Regions from separate parts of the Mus musculus genome. Here region 1 is linked to region 2. The links are chromatin contacts, called in public HiChIP or PLAC-seq maps. All regions are on one chromosome and are shown on one strand. The core of a region is the stretch at or near the end of the contact, and the rest is flanking DNA. Distances in the headings are between cores, read along the strand shown. Region 1 overlaps Tspyl4 (TSPY-like 4). Region 2 holds the start of Calhm5 (calcium homeostasis modulator family member 5).

Evidence for each region. HiChIP or PLAC-seq counts read pairs in DNA pulled down with a chosen protein or histone mark.
Region 1: a contact with region 2 is called in an H3K4me3 HiChIP or PLAC-seq map of the SCID.adh cell line, with 11 read pairs. The contact joins the enhancer-like site here to the promoter of Calhm5 in region 2. A contact is called at or near these places in 18 of 39 promoter capture datasets (the C10 cell line, the HPC-7 cell line, the SN4741 cell line and 10 more), 4 of 484 Hi-C or Micro-C datasets (bone marrow-derived macrophages, cardiomyocytes, cerebral cortex and 1 more), 17 of 115 datasets of contacts at active chromatin or transcription factors (the NIH/3T3 cell line, the SCID.adh cell line, bone marrow-derived macrophages and 9 more) and 5 of 9 other capture datasets (adipose tissue, embryonic stem cells, liver and 2 more).

What each region holds. Positions count from the first base shown.
Region 1 is chr10:34,298,713-34,305,037 of GRCm38.p6, reverse strand. It overlaps Tspyl4 (TSPY-like 4), which reads right to left. Exons shown (of 1, transcript NM_030203.2): 1 at 3,718-6,325. The coding sequence ends at 6,304. Nt5dc1 (5'-nucleotidase domain containing 1) reads left to right here. Exons shown (of 12, transcript NM_176968.5): 12 at 59-1,429. The coding sequence ends at 189. Among named protein-coding and RNA genes, the nearest start is that of Gm26564, 4.5 kb to the right of the region's middle. Within about 2 kb of position 4,482, at least 18 of the 459 cell types and tissues checked have an H3K27ac peak or open chromatin away from gene starts, as enhancers often do. A contact at or near this core is called in the SCID.adh cell line, where this site is marked.
Region 2 is chr10:34,093,802-34,100,185 of GRCm38.p6, reverse strand. Calhm5 (calcium homeostasis modulator family member 5) reads left to right here and starts at 3,667. Exons shown (of 2, transcript NM_178908.3): 1 at 3,667-4,288. The coding sequence starts at 3,749. Trappc3l (trafficking protein particle complex 3 like) reads right to left here. Exons shown (of 7, transcript NM_001162937.1): 5 at 1,237-1,422.

The DNA of each region.
Region 1 (6,325 bases), core at 3,233-5,732, 200 kb before region 2:
ATGAAAGGAGTTTGAGGGCTTATAAAACAAATCATTTTTCTCCTTCCCGTCCTCACAGAGTTACCCCTGGACTACAAATTTACAAGATTTTCTACAAACAATTCAAAAATGGCTGGTTACTATCCCTTGGTCCATCATACCTTGGGTTCTCAAGACACAGACAGCAAAATAATATCTACTGAAAAATGAACCAACCTATGTTCAGTAGACATACTGTTTAAAAAATGTTAGTTTTCCACAACAATGCAAATGTTTTGTAAGAACAATTTTTCAATGAAAATTGACCAAATGGACACTTGTCAGTCTGTCTTTTTAAAATATAAGTAATTTTATATAAATCCTTTTAATGTTTAACAGTTCTTATTATATTAATATTTTTAGTACCCTAGACTAAAAGAGAACATGACTGATCTTTTCTATGCTGGCCGTTTTGAGGATTCTTCCAAGGTGATAGACAAATACATGCATCTACCTGGTCCAGCAGTTTCCAAGCCTGTCCACAGTCTAATAGCAGAGCAGCATAGAACTTGAAAATGCAAATCTGAGTGCTTCCTCCCAAACCTACGAAATCAGAAACTTTGGGAGTGGGGCCAGCAATGGCTTTTAAGCAAACTTCCAGTAAATCGAATGCTCTATTATGATTTGAGACCTAGTAAGTAAACCCTGTTCTGAGTATTCATACTTTTAATTGAAAGTGTAATCTGAATTGATAACACCAAAGTCTAGGTTATTGTTCCAGGCTATTAGGCTTTTTGCTATTTCTTTTTTCCCCCAAAATACATAAAGAGACATGATTTGTTAAGATAATATTACCTCGTTCCTTAGTATTAATTTCTCACATTAGGAAGAGTTAAATTTATACCTATTAAATTCAGCTTTGTCCTTGGAAAGGGAGCTGGAAGACACAGTTGCTTAGGTACACTTCAGGTTAGGATATGTTGTGCTCTGTGTGGTTTTGATAAGTTAACATGTGCATCAGATCATGTATATATAAGATATTCAGATTCAGTTGATGTTTTATAAGTTCCTGGGTCCTCTTTTGCCTGTTAACTTCACTGTACATAAATGGATGGGATTAGAAAATATTATCATTATTTTTGTCTTGGAATTTAGCATATTAACATGTGCACTGAAAATTTTATTTTCTTAAAATTTCCAAATATTCAGATAAATCCTAACTGTACTATGAAGATGTGTTTCTCAGGGTAATTAAAAAGGAAACAGAACTTATTTCTTTACTATCAGTATATTTGATATTGATCAATAAGAATACATATACAGAGATATATTTGATATCCAAAATGTCATTAGAGTATTATAATGAGCGCATGCAATCAAGCCTAGGGCCAAATAAATGCTCTTATCTATCTATTATGTGCTTTAAGTAGAGAATTCACTTTGCTTTAAAATAAAGCTATTTTTCCTTATAGATGTTTGTATTATTGAATATTTTTTCATTTATATCTGTCTGTGTTTTTAATGTGTGCCTGTGCCTACCTGTGTGTGTGCCTACAAGTATGTGTGAGTATCTGTGTGTGTGCCTATGTGTGAATACCTGTGCTCCTGTGTGTGTGTGTGTGTATTCTTTTTCTCTACTATATGTGTCCCAGTGATTAAGCTTAGGTCAGTCACACTTGGGGCAAGTGCCTTTACCCACGGAGCCATCTTGAGACCCAAGAATGCATGTTTCAACACTTATAAATGGTTGTTGGTTTAAGAATTTAGAAGCCCGAATTTAAAAGTTAATTGTACTTCCTTTGCCCACTAAAGAGCAGGGAAAGTAACTTAAAAAGTCCTTCCCCAGTTCCCATCTAAAGACTGCGAGGGAAGATGCTGTCTCCTCCAACCTTGTCTTTTCCATCTTACAAAGAGAGCTGGAGTTTAGAGTGCCTTGCCCCGTGTCTCACCTGCTGACCTGTCACTGCTGCCTCTAGTGACTGCTTCTGTATGAATATTGAGCTACAGTTAAGTTTTATCTCATGGTTCATAAAAATTGTCAGTGTTTCTAACTAGGTAGGAGAGGTGAACGTAGGGCTGGCAAGATGGCTTTGTGGATAAAAGTGCTTGCTGCACGAGACCGGTGACCCGAGGTTAACCTCCGAAACCCATGAATAAAGCATTTCTGATTAAAAACAACATTAATGAAAAGCTGTTTATTCTTTGTACTATATCATTTTTATTTATGTGTGTGCCTGCTTGTCTGTTTGTACGCGTGCATGTCACTGCCCATGTCGGCCAGAAGACGGCCTGTGAAGCTGGATTATAAATGCTTGTGAGCCACTAGAAATGGCTGCCAGGAAGCAAACCGGAGTCCTCTGCAAGTGCAACGAGTGCTTCGAACTACTGAGCTTTCTTTCTAGCTCGTGTTCCTTCTTTCATCGCTACATGCACTAAAAAAGCATAGAACTTAATGACACCAGCACTAGTTGGGGGTGGAGGGGGTCATATCCTAAGGACCTGTACCAATGTTTATCACTGTTTATACTGTTTGTTGCCAGTGGAAAAATACCTGTGAATCAACGTTTCCAGTTATGCTAACAGTGTCGCCACTGGTGTAAGTCTTTTTCTTAAGGGGCTTAAAATAGCCTTCCGAAACAAACATCGTGGAATCTGTGAGTGCTGCTTTATGTCCTGCAACAGTGTGGTGCTTTGAAAGGAGTAGTCAGATGTACATACCTGTAATACTGGCACTTAGGGAGCTAGAAGCAGGAGGATCAAGAGTTGGAGATCTGCCTGGGCTACACACCTGGTGACACCCTGTCTTGAAAGACAAACTAGTTAACAGGAATACTCAAAATACAAGTCTGTGACTGAAATAATATCTAAACACCTAAAATATTGCACAACTTGAGTTTCAAGAAAGAGTTTTCTCATCCATACCTTAATACATTACCGGTATTAAGGTATGGATGCTATATTGTTCAGGAAAATGAAGAACCAAATATTTTTAGTCAAGTAAGCAAATGTACCAAATTTTCTGTTAAATCAAAAATTTCTGTTAAGTAACTGGGTAGTCTGAGGCAGGTCGTGCTGACTATAATTACTTCTGGTCCCAGAGATGTGAGAGAAACCCTGCTTTCTTTTGCAAGTGGACCATCTCTGGTGGTCTCTGCCTTTTTCCTGTCCTAGAGGTAGTCGGAATGTGCCACCATTCCCTTTATTTTCAGCTTTAATCTGACAAAGGTATTGTCCTTCTGAGGAGACAGCGCCACTCACTTGCCGCAGGTTAACATGGCGTCGTTCTGCTTTATCTTTGGAAATTAGACCCTGATGTCACTTGTGAAAACAGCTGGTTCGTTCCTGCAGCCCTGGGCCTGCTCCATTCCCTTGCATTTGTTTTTCTTCCTCCATTTCAGATCCTAATTTCCTTCCTACCTTTGATACAGTCCTTATATAAGATTTATGCTATGTATGTACATATTTATTGTATACCTTGTGCATAGCTCAGCTGCCTGTGCATTGCTTTAGAGCCCAGGCTGGCTTTGAACTCCAGCTCCTCCTCCCTCGGCCCCCAAGAGCTGGAGTCACAGGTTGTACCACCACACCCAACTCCCCTAGTTACTCTCTGTGCAGCCTCAAAACCAGTTCAGATAGTCTCTCATCTGCTGGCTAAAAAGGAAAAAAGAATCATTTTTGGTCTGCTCAGTTCATGTTGTTCTGTGAATAAAAGTGAAATGCTTCATCATTGCCCAACTGTACATTCACCCAGACAGCATAGAGCTTTTTATTCACATTTATTTATTTGTTTGTTTATTTATTTATTTATTATTTATTTATTTATTTTTGGTGCAGACGAGAAATATAACAGTAACATTATCTTTCCTTTGAGCACACAGGAGAAGACAAAGGACTAATATCCTCGTTTAGTTGATAGCAGTTCTAGTCCTTACACGGGTTAAGAAGATAATGCCAAGTGTTACTTACTTACTACAGCAAGAAATATCAGTAGGACAGTTACATTTGTCTTTTGGAAACCACTTTTACAAGACATAGCAACAGTTTTCAAAAAGTCTTCAGACTTCAGAGATCATTGTGCGGATTGAACTTCTAAGAATACAGCTATACATGAAGAGACACCAGAACAAGTTAATCTAGTAGTGAGTGTTCCCAGGAGTCTTCATACTGCAACTGACAGAAATTCAAATGTTTGCACTTGTTCTCAATGATCAGTAAAAGGCAGGCTTGTAAACATCAATCCTGCCAGTGAGCTGACAGGGGGGACTAGGATCGAGCGCAGTGGAATGAGGAGTGCACACCATTGATCTCCCCAGGCAAGGCTCACTCAGACTTACATCTGTTTACTAACATCTACTGGTGGAGTTGAAAATTAGAACAAACTAAGGAATATCCTCCAAGCGTCTCTTTTTAAATCCCAACCCACTTGATCCCTTCCCCCACCTCCTTGCACTGGAATGTGCTTCAGGGACCCCTGCCCCCAACCCTGCTCCCTCCATGTGTCAATCATCTCAGCAGACCTAGAAAAACTCACTCTGCAACAGGCTCTTCCCTCTAGTCCTCCTCTTAAAATTCCCAGCCTCCAACGAAGGTATCCAGACCTACGAGCTTTGGAGAAGCTTTCAACAAGGTCTTTCAATCAGAAAGGGAATGCCTGAGGGCTGCAGCGGCAGAAGCCACAACAGCGCTGTTGCAAATTCAATGGAGCATGTCCTGCAAATCCAGACCCCTCACATCCCCACATCCCTGAGAAGAGGCTTGGGGTCTCCCTCCCACAATGCACTCTACAGCCTGCTTCCTTCTTTGTTAGGATGGAAACATGGAAGGACATTCAAAACCTGACAGGTAAGGGCCAAGATCAGGCAAACAACAAAGATGTCGCACATTGTTGCTCTCTGGTCATTTCTACAGGCTGAGGCCCACAAAAGAACTGCTGTCCTTTAGAAACGTGGGCTAGGTGCATTCATTCACAGACTGCTCAGGGCAGGCACAGGGTCTGTCATTGAGACTCTTCTTTCTCTTCTCTCAGATTCCCAAACTAGAGCTTAAAGACACAGCACCTAGTAGAATGGAGGGAAGAGTGGAGGTGGTCTCCCTTGCTATGAGAAGGGTGGAATAGTCAGGGCAGTGAGAGATTTGGAGTCTACTTTACAGTACCTTTCCCAGCCTGCATACAACCAAGGGGAGAGCAAATAAAAAGCCTGCTGTCTTTTGTTTTTTCTGTCTCTGGGCTGTAACTGCCTTAAAAAGAAAAGGGGTTGGGGGGAGGTGAAAAGAGAAGAGCCAAAGAGAAAAAGGTATAGCAAGGCCTGTGGGCCACAAACAATTTCTAACTACCCAAACCTAGGCAACTTTGACTTAACCAGAGTGGGTGTGAACACAGGAAGAGGAGTAGTTACCTATCAAAGGTGCCTGGATAAGGAATAATTTGTTGGTTAGGGCTCAGAACTAACCACTGGAAGGGAGCCACTTCAGCTTTGCTTTGGGCACTGCCACGTGAGACTACAGATCCTGCCCAGCAGCTAATTGAGCCATGGGAACTGGTACAGCAGGGGGTATCTGTGTGCTGCCTAGGAACTTAGGTCCTTAGATAGTTCCTGAGGAACCACTTGGGCCTGTGCAAAGCTCAACCAGGAGAGAACTAGTGGGCAATTGCACAAGCTTCCATACTCACCAGTAGCTGATCACAATGCACAGCAACCAACGGTACAAGACCAATGAGGTGACAGAAAACATTCCTCGCCTGTTACTTCACTCATACCCACCAGCCACCTGCTTGTTGTAGAGATAACAAGCAGGGTAAAAGGCAAAGGCCCAGGAAGACAGCTAGGATCAGTTGGCAATAGCCTGGAATGTCCTGTTGGGCTAATGGCTGGGTTGGGGTACAGTTCCATCTTGCAGTGGTGAAACTCACGGTTCTTCACAGTACATAGATATCGGGAACACAGCAGAAAGTATGAAGCCTGGCTAGTTCTTGGTAAGAATGTGTCAAGCTTTCTTGTGGCAGAGAACCACTTAAAAAAAAAAATGAAAAAAAGATCATGTCACAGACAGGGACCAAGCCATGCAAAGAACGAAGTACAGACTACAGCACGTGACTTGGCATAGAAGCAGTTTGAAGGCCATGCACTTGGAACACCATTATATATATATATGCAGAACATCGTGATGGCCCAGAGAAAGAAGAGCAAAGACTTGAAAGCCACAATCTTGAAACTACTGGAGACTTAGAAGAACCAATGAACACAATCCAACAGGAAGAGAAAGCAGACAGAAGGCTGCATGCTGCTGGCCAAGCTGAGGAGGTGGTAAGGACTCCTCTGCAAGAGCTTCTCACGAGGGCAGAGCTTAGCCAGACTGGAACCTGAAG
Region 2 (6,384 bases), core at 2,418-4,917:
TTTCAACATAGAAGACTGGATTTCTAGGCTTGTCATGTGGATCCCTTCTTTTATCATTAAAGAATTTAAGACTTTCCCACTGTAGTCTGGTTCTTTCATTTTGAGAAGTCTGATCCTTCTACCTGAGTTGTTTTTGTCCTATTCTTCTTACCAAGCCCTTCACCCAACTACTATTGTTCCTTCAAAAAGCCAGTTCAGAGTTTCATTCATGACTCTATGGATTCTCTCTTACTTTAGAATCCCCCAACCCCTGCACCAGCCTTTTATCACAGTTCTTTGCACACGACTTCTTGAACTAGACAGGAGATTCTCTATGTGTAGCAAAAAGTTGTGTATTTCATCCATCTTTGCAAGTTTAGTGCCTGACATTTTATGGATGTTAATAACTGTCTCAGCTAATCCAATGAATAATTCAGCTGTGGAAGTCAGCCTCAGAAATGACCTGCATTGAGCTATGTCTCTTGTAACACATACCCTCTCTATTCTCCTCCCACACAGCACCAAGGTTGGCAGCTCAGACTGCCATGCTGTGATTAGATCTAGAAAGAGGTCTGTGTGGTAAGGAACTTTATGTAGACTCTGCACAGTGGCCCGCAAGGCACTGAGGCAGAGTGAAGATGTGAATAGCTTCTCTACCATGAGCAAGTCTAAAAGGGCTCCAGCTGAGGCTGCATGTAAATTCGGTTTCCCAGAGATCATCAGCCATAGCTACCTGAAGTGCTCTTGACTCCTGGAATTCTTTTTTTTTTTAATTAATTAATTAATTCAGTGTGTGCATGTTTACACATGCACATGTACAGTACAGTATGAATGAAAGTTCCAAGACAATTTGCTGGAATCAGCTCTGCCCTTGCCTAATGTGTGTTCTAAAGACTGAAGTCAGGTTGTTCAGCTAAATGGCATGTACGGAGCCATCTCCCAGATCTTTTTTTTTCCTTTTCTTCAGCAAACTCCTCAGTGTTCCATTTCATTTTTAAGAATTTAATATAGGATCTTACTGAATTTCCCAGGATGAGGCTGAATTCAATTTCTACAGCACAGACTTGGCCTTGGCCTTACAATCCTGACCCTCCTACCTTACCTCCCAGGTCGCTGAGATCACTGGCGTGTAGTAACAAGCCTTACTTGGTCTAGGATTTCCCACCTTTAGAGACTGTGCATTCATTTGAAGTTGTTACACATTGAGGGCAGCTCTGGATGGCTAACATGCAAGCCATGATGAAACGCATGCTTTACCATCTCCAGGGCCCCTCTGATGATCCCACAGAGCAAATTGCAGTAGCACAGTGCAGATCGCCCAGCAGGCAGCTCTTCGACGAACTCTGCCAGAGGATTCTTGTGTAGAATCAGGGAAAATTCATTTCTGCTTGAATTGTGGCAGGTCACACTTGGTGTAATTCCCAAGTACATCTTAAAAGCAACCTGATAAACAGAAAGAAAATTATAGCACTTAGTCTCAACAGAAGCTTATTCAGACAAGCCAATAGCATCACAGCAGTGGTGAGCTTGCCAAGCTGAGCAGGCAGTCAGGATGTCTGGGCTCACAGTTATCTTTGCAGTTTACTGACCTTATGCCATGTGCGGCTTTTAAATTATTTTTTTTTTATTTTTATAGACTATCCTAAAGTGCTGATGTTCGTGGAACAATACAGTTTGTAAAATATATTATTTCTAGCCAGACATGGTCGCACACCCCAGCCTTTGGGAGGCAAAGGCAGGTAGATTTCTGTGACTTCAAGGCCAGCCTGGTCTACAGAGTTCCAGGAGTCAGGTCTGTTACACAGAGGTCGTTGTCTCAAAAACCAAACCAAGTCAAACTAAAGCAATCCAAACAGACAAACAAAATGATTTCCAGTAACCCTCATAGAAAACACATAGGCTTTAGGATGTTGAGAATCAAAAATATCATTAATCATCAACACAGCAGCATGAAATATGCCACACGGATCATAGTAAAACATAGAATTTAGAGTTAAAGTGACCCTGGGCACATGTTCCACGACAGGGGATCACTGGTCTAAGGAGGGTATGCTTTGGGCAGTCTAGGCCCCAGAACATGTTTTTGAACATACAAAATTATCATAATCATACTGTAGACGTCAACTCTTCGAGGAGGAGCAAGAGAAAGTGGTGGGGACAACATTAATGTGTGATAATTGAGTTTTCAAAAGTGGCTGTTGTGGTACAGGGCTCAAAAGTCCCTACAACCTAGAAACAAGAAACCTTAGCCTCCTTCACTCTCCTTTTTCTTCGTTTGTTTTCAAGCTGTGCTTAAGCAGTTTAGGACTCACTTCGTTTTGAAACATTATTTCACATTTGTTTGCTTGCTAGCTTGTCTATGCCTGTGTGGATGGCATAAGGTCAGAGAACAACTAGAAGCTGGGTCTCCCCTTGTACTGTGTGGGTTTGAGGCTAGTGGTCAGGTAGTCAGGCTTAGAGAAAAACACCTTTACCCATACAGCCATCTTGCTGGCCCCTCTATTTCTTCTAAGCCATAACTCTCACAAATGTATAATCTGCTCTTTAGAGAAGCACGAATATAACAGCAAAGACTGTAGCCTTTTACTTGCTTGACTCCTAATCCAAGGCCTTTCACAAAACACCTAGGCGAAGCTTCTTACACTTATTCATGGAAATCTGACAACTGGATGTGCTGCCGTCATTCAGAGGTGTGAATTAACTTAATGTTTAAATTAAGAGCAGTGTAGGAGAGAAATGGAAGCAATTTTCTTAAATCATTTATAATGTGAAGTACAAAAATGTTCATTCATGTGCTCATTGGTTGATTGAATAGACAGGAGGACTGCCTATCTTGAACAATCCTACTACGTTGCAAATTCAGTAGCTACCTGCAAATCAAACTTCTGAGTGAGTTTCTAATCTACACGTGACACTATGTTCAGTCCTAGAAAACAACCTGGAGTCAGCTAGCATTTGCTAAGTGAACAGAGTGAAACATGTTCTGGTATGAAACACCATGCCGAGGTTCAGCGATGGTCCATATGACCAAGTGGTGGGTGGTTTGGAGCCCCGAAGATATCCTAACTCAGGTTTGGCATCTGTTTTAGAAAGATTTTCTTTGTGACTTCCCCTCCCACCAAAAAGAAAAAGAAAAACAAAACCTATCATGATGTGAATCAAGACGTTACATGAAGAGAAACGAGGATGCCTCCTTTTCTCTAAAGCCCCTGTAGTTATTAGACTTCTCACACAAATTCTAAAAACCCCACCCCATATGTTTCAGGTCTCTAATGAAGAAAACCCTTTTAGGAAGTCAGAACTCCTGTCTACTAAATCTTAGGGCACAGAGCAAGAGAAGAAACCGATCATGAAACACTGGGTCTGGAGACTGGCTTTGGCTACCAGTCAGTGGCTGAAACACATTTCTAGAAGCACTGAGCCCCCCACTGGACAATTTCTATACTTATAATTTGTATGAGCATTTTCGATTTGGAATCAAAAGCACGTGCAAAGACTATTAAAAGGAACTTGCGTTTACTTTTCAGCTTCTTTGGCTACCCTCAAGTGTCAGCAACCACCAGTAGGAGGCATTATCTGAACGTTGTTGGGAAATAAAGCATTCCTGGGGAATGACATTGTTTCCTTATCTGGCTCGATGCAGACTGAGCAGGATTGCTGTTTTGAAAGAGCTCCACCCTCAGCCTCAGCCACAGTTGCTGTGCTAAAACCAAGGCAAACGTCTTTCCCTCTTCGCGTGTGTGTGTGTGTGTGTGTGTGTGTCTCCAACATGGATGCCTTTCAGAGCATCTTAAAATTCTTTCTTAACCAAAAAACTGCTATTGGCTACAGCTTCATGGCTTTGCTCACCGTGGGTAGCGAACGTCTCTTCTCGCTGGTGGCATTTAAGTGCCCCTGCAGCGTTGAGAATACTGCCTATGGGCTGGTTTTTCTCTTCGCCCCTGCCTGGGTGTTACTGATCCTTGGCTTCTTTCTGAATAACAAGGCATGGAGACTCTTCACTGGCTGCTGTATGAACCCAAAAAAAATATTTCCCAGGAGACGCTGCTGCCGCTTCTTCTACGTCCTGGGCCATATCATACTGAGTTCACTGGTGGCTCCGGTGATGTGGCTCTCTGTGGCTTTGCTTAATGGGACGTTTTATGAATGTGCTATGAGCGGGACAAGAAGCACAAGGCTCCTGGAGATGATTTGCAAGGGCAAGCCCAAAGAGTGCTGGGAAGAACTGCACAAAGTCTCCTGTGGTAAAAGTAGCATGGCCGCTATGGAGAGTGAAGAAGTGAGGCTATCCCTGCAGGCCCAGTCTCAGGTAAGGACAAACATGCCTTTTGCTCCTAGTGGGAACTTCTCTGGCTTCCTTTCATCCGTCAGAGTCTGAGTCTTGCCAGGATACTTTTGACACTAAGTGGAAATTGGAACATGATGTAGCATTAAGAGAATCTCAGGAAAAGCTTTTTAGGGACAAGATGGCTCAGTAAAATTGCTGATTGGATTGTGTAGTCTCCATTTCCAAAGAGAAAATATCCTCTGGGTTATGCATATGTAAATACTTAAGTGCTCAAAACTCTCTCTCTCTCTCTGGGTTGACTCTAAATAATGCAGAACACAATGTCATCCACTGAGTGCTAAACCTGAGCTGTAATTAAGCACTACTGTCTCCTATCAATTATTTATTTTCAAGCCGATGTCTCAGAAAACACAGACACATCTTATTCATCCACTGAAATAGAGCTGAGCCAAATCAGTGACCACTTTTCAAAGTCTCTTGGGGTATAATTAGCATAGAGATTTCCTTGAGTAACCACAGTGGTAACTGGTATTTCTATGCATGAGTGCTGTCAAGATTGAGAGTTCCCCGAATAAGATGGGACTGATCAGTCTTTAAATGGTCTTTGGTAAAGTGTGACCACATTCCCTGGGGCAGTTTATGGCTTTTGCTCTCTGTGCTGTATGACTAAGTCAATTCTCATGCTACTTTAGAAGCTCAGAATTTGGAGAATTGTTTTCCTTGTGGGCAGTAATTTCCAGCTTCAACTAATCAATACAATGAAGGAACTTGTTACCTTGCCAAGTATTTGAACACAGATCCAGGTGCCTAGTCCTAGCCTAGCCTTGCAGTGAAGCTCATTTCTTATTTCGGGGGCCAAAAGAGGTAGGAGTAAATTAAAAGAGCCATCCTTTCTCAGGAATAGTGTTGGTTTCTGGATAAATGCACAGGCACATACTAATTTTACTGTTTTTGCAAGGGCTTGCCCTTACAGCAAACACATTAAAGCAAAGTTGGCTTCTACAATATAGGATGGTTACTAGTAAGGTTATATTCTCCATAAGCTATTAAATCAAAGAGTTTCCCTAAATAAACTCCTTTGTTTAGTTCATAAAGCATAGGTTAGATGGAACATGTCAGGCTCCTCTGAGTGCCTTCCATCTTTTGTTGAAGGAAGGTATTCATTACTAATGTTATGATAGTGTGGATGACACATGGCTTACCTCTGTAGGCACCAGCTCCATTCAACCGATGCCAATCCCCAACACTCTTCACTGTGTAAGCTCCTCTTTAAATATAAACTCAAAAAAAAGCATGCACACCCAGGCATAGCTTAGATCGAACACAAAGACCTGTTGATAACTCTAGTAGAATGAGAAGGACCTACAGGAGGATGCCCAAGAGATGTGACTGAAGGGAGGTATAGCAATAGCAGGTGCTGACGATGAGGTTCAGACAGCAGGAGGCATCAAACAGTCCAAAACAATAATTGGGCATGTGGGCGGAGGTGGAAAAGTGCATTCATTCATGGGTGGGGCAGAGCAACATGAAACCCAGCTGGATGAATCTCTGCTCTTAAGGAAGGTGGATGGAGTAGTGGAAAGAGCTCAGTCATGGAGTCAGCTGGTGTTGAATCCTGATGCTGCCACTCCCCAGCTGTGTGATATAGAACTCTGAACCCCAATTTTCTCATAAAAGGGGACAATAGCACCTATTGTGGGGAGTTATTTAGAGATAATGGACATAGTCATAAAGCTTTTAGAATGTTCCAAGGTGAGAAAACTGTCAGGATTTGGGGGCAGAGACAAATAGGGCAAATAGAGACAAGTAGGCTGGGATGGGCTCAATCACCACACTCTAGCTAGAGTTCTAGGGACTGTGAGGAGTCTGGGAGGAGGACAAGACTCACCAGTCCGGTGAGAAAGAAAAGAATATGAAGCTGATCATATAGTTTCTAACTCATCAGGATTATCTGAGGTAGAGGAGAATGGATTTTACACAAGGGCCCAGTCATAGGGAAGAAGGGGATGCTGAAAGAAAGAGGAAGGTCTGAGGGAGTCAACCACAAACCTACTGGTGACTGAAGAAGAGGAGGAAGGCTCTCACACAGTATTGACTGTGCCCCAGTTGGTTATTGT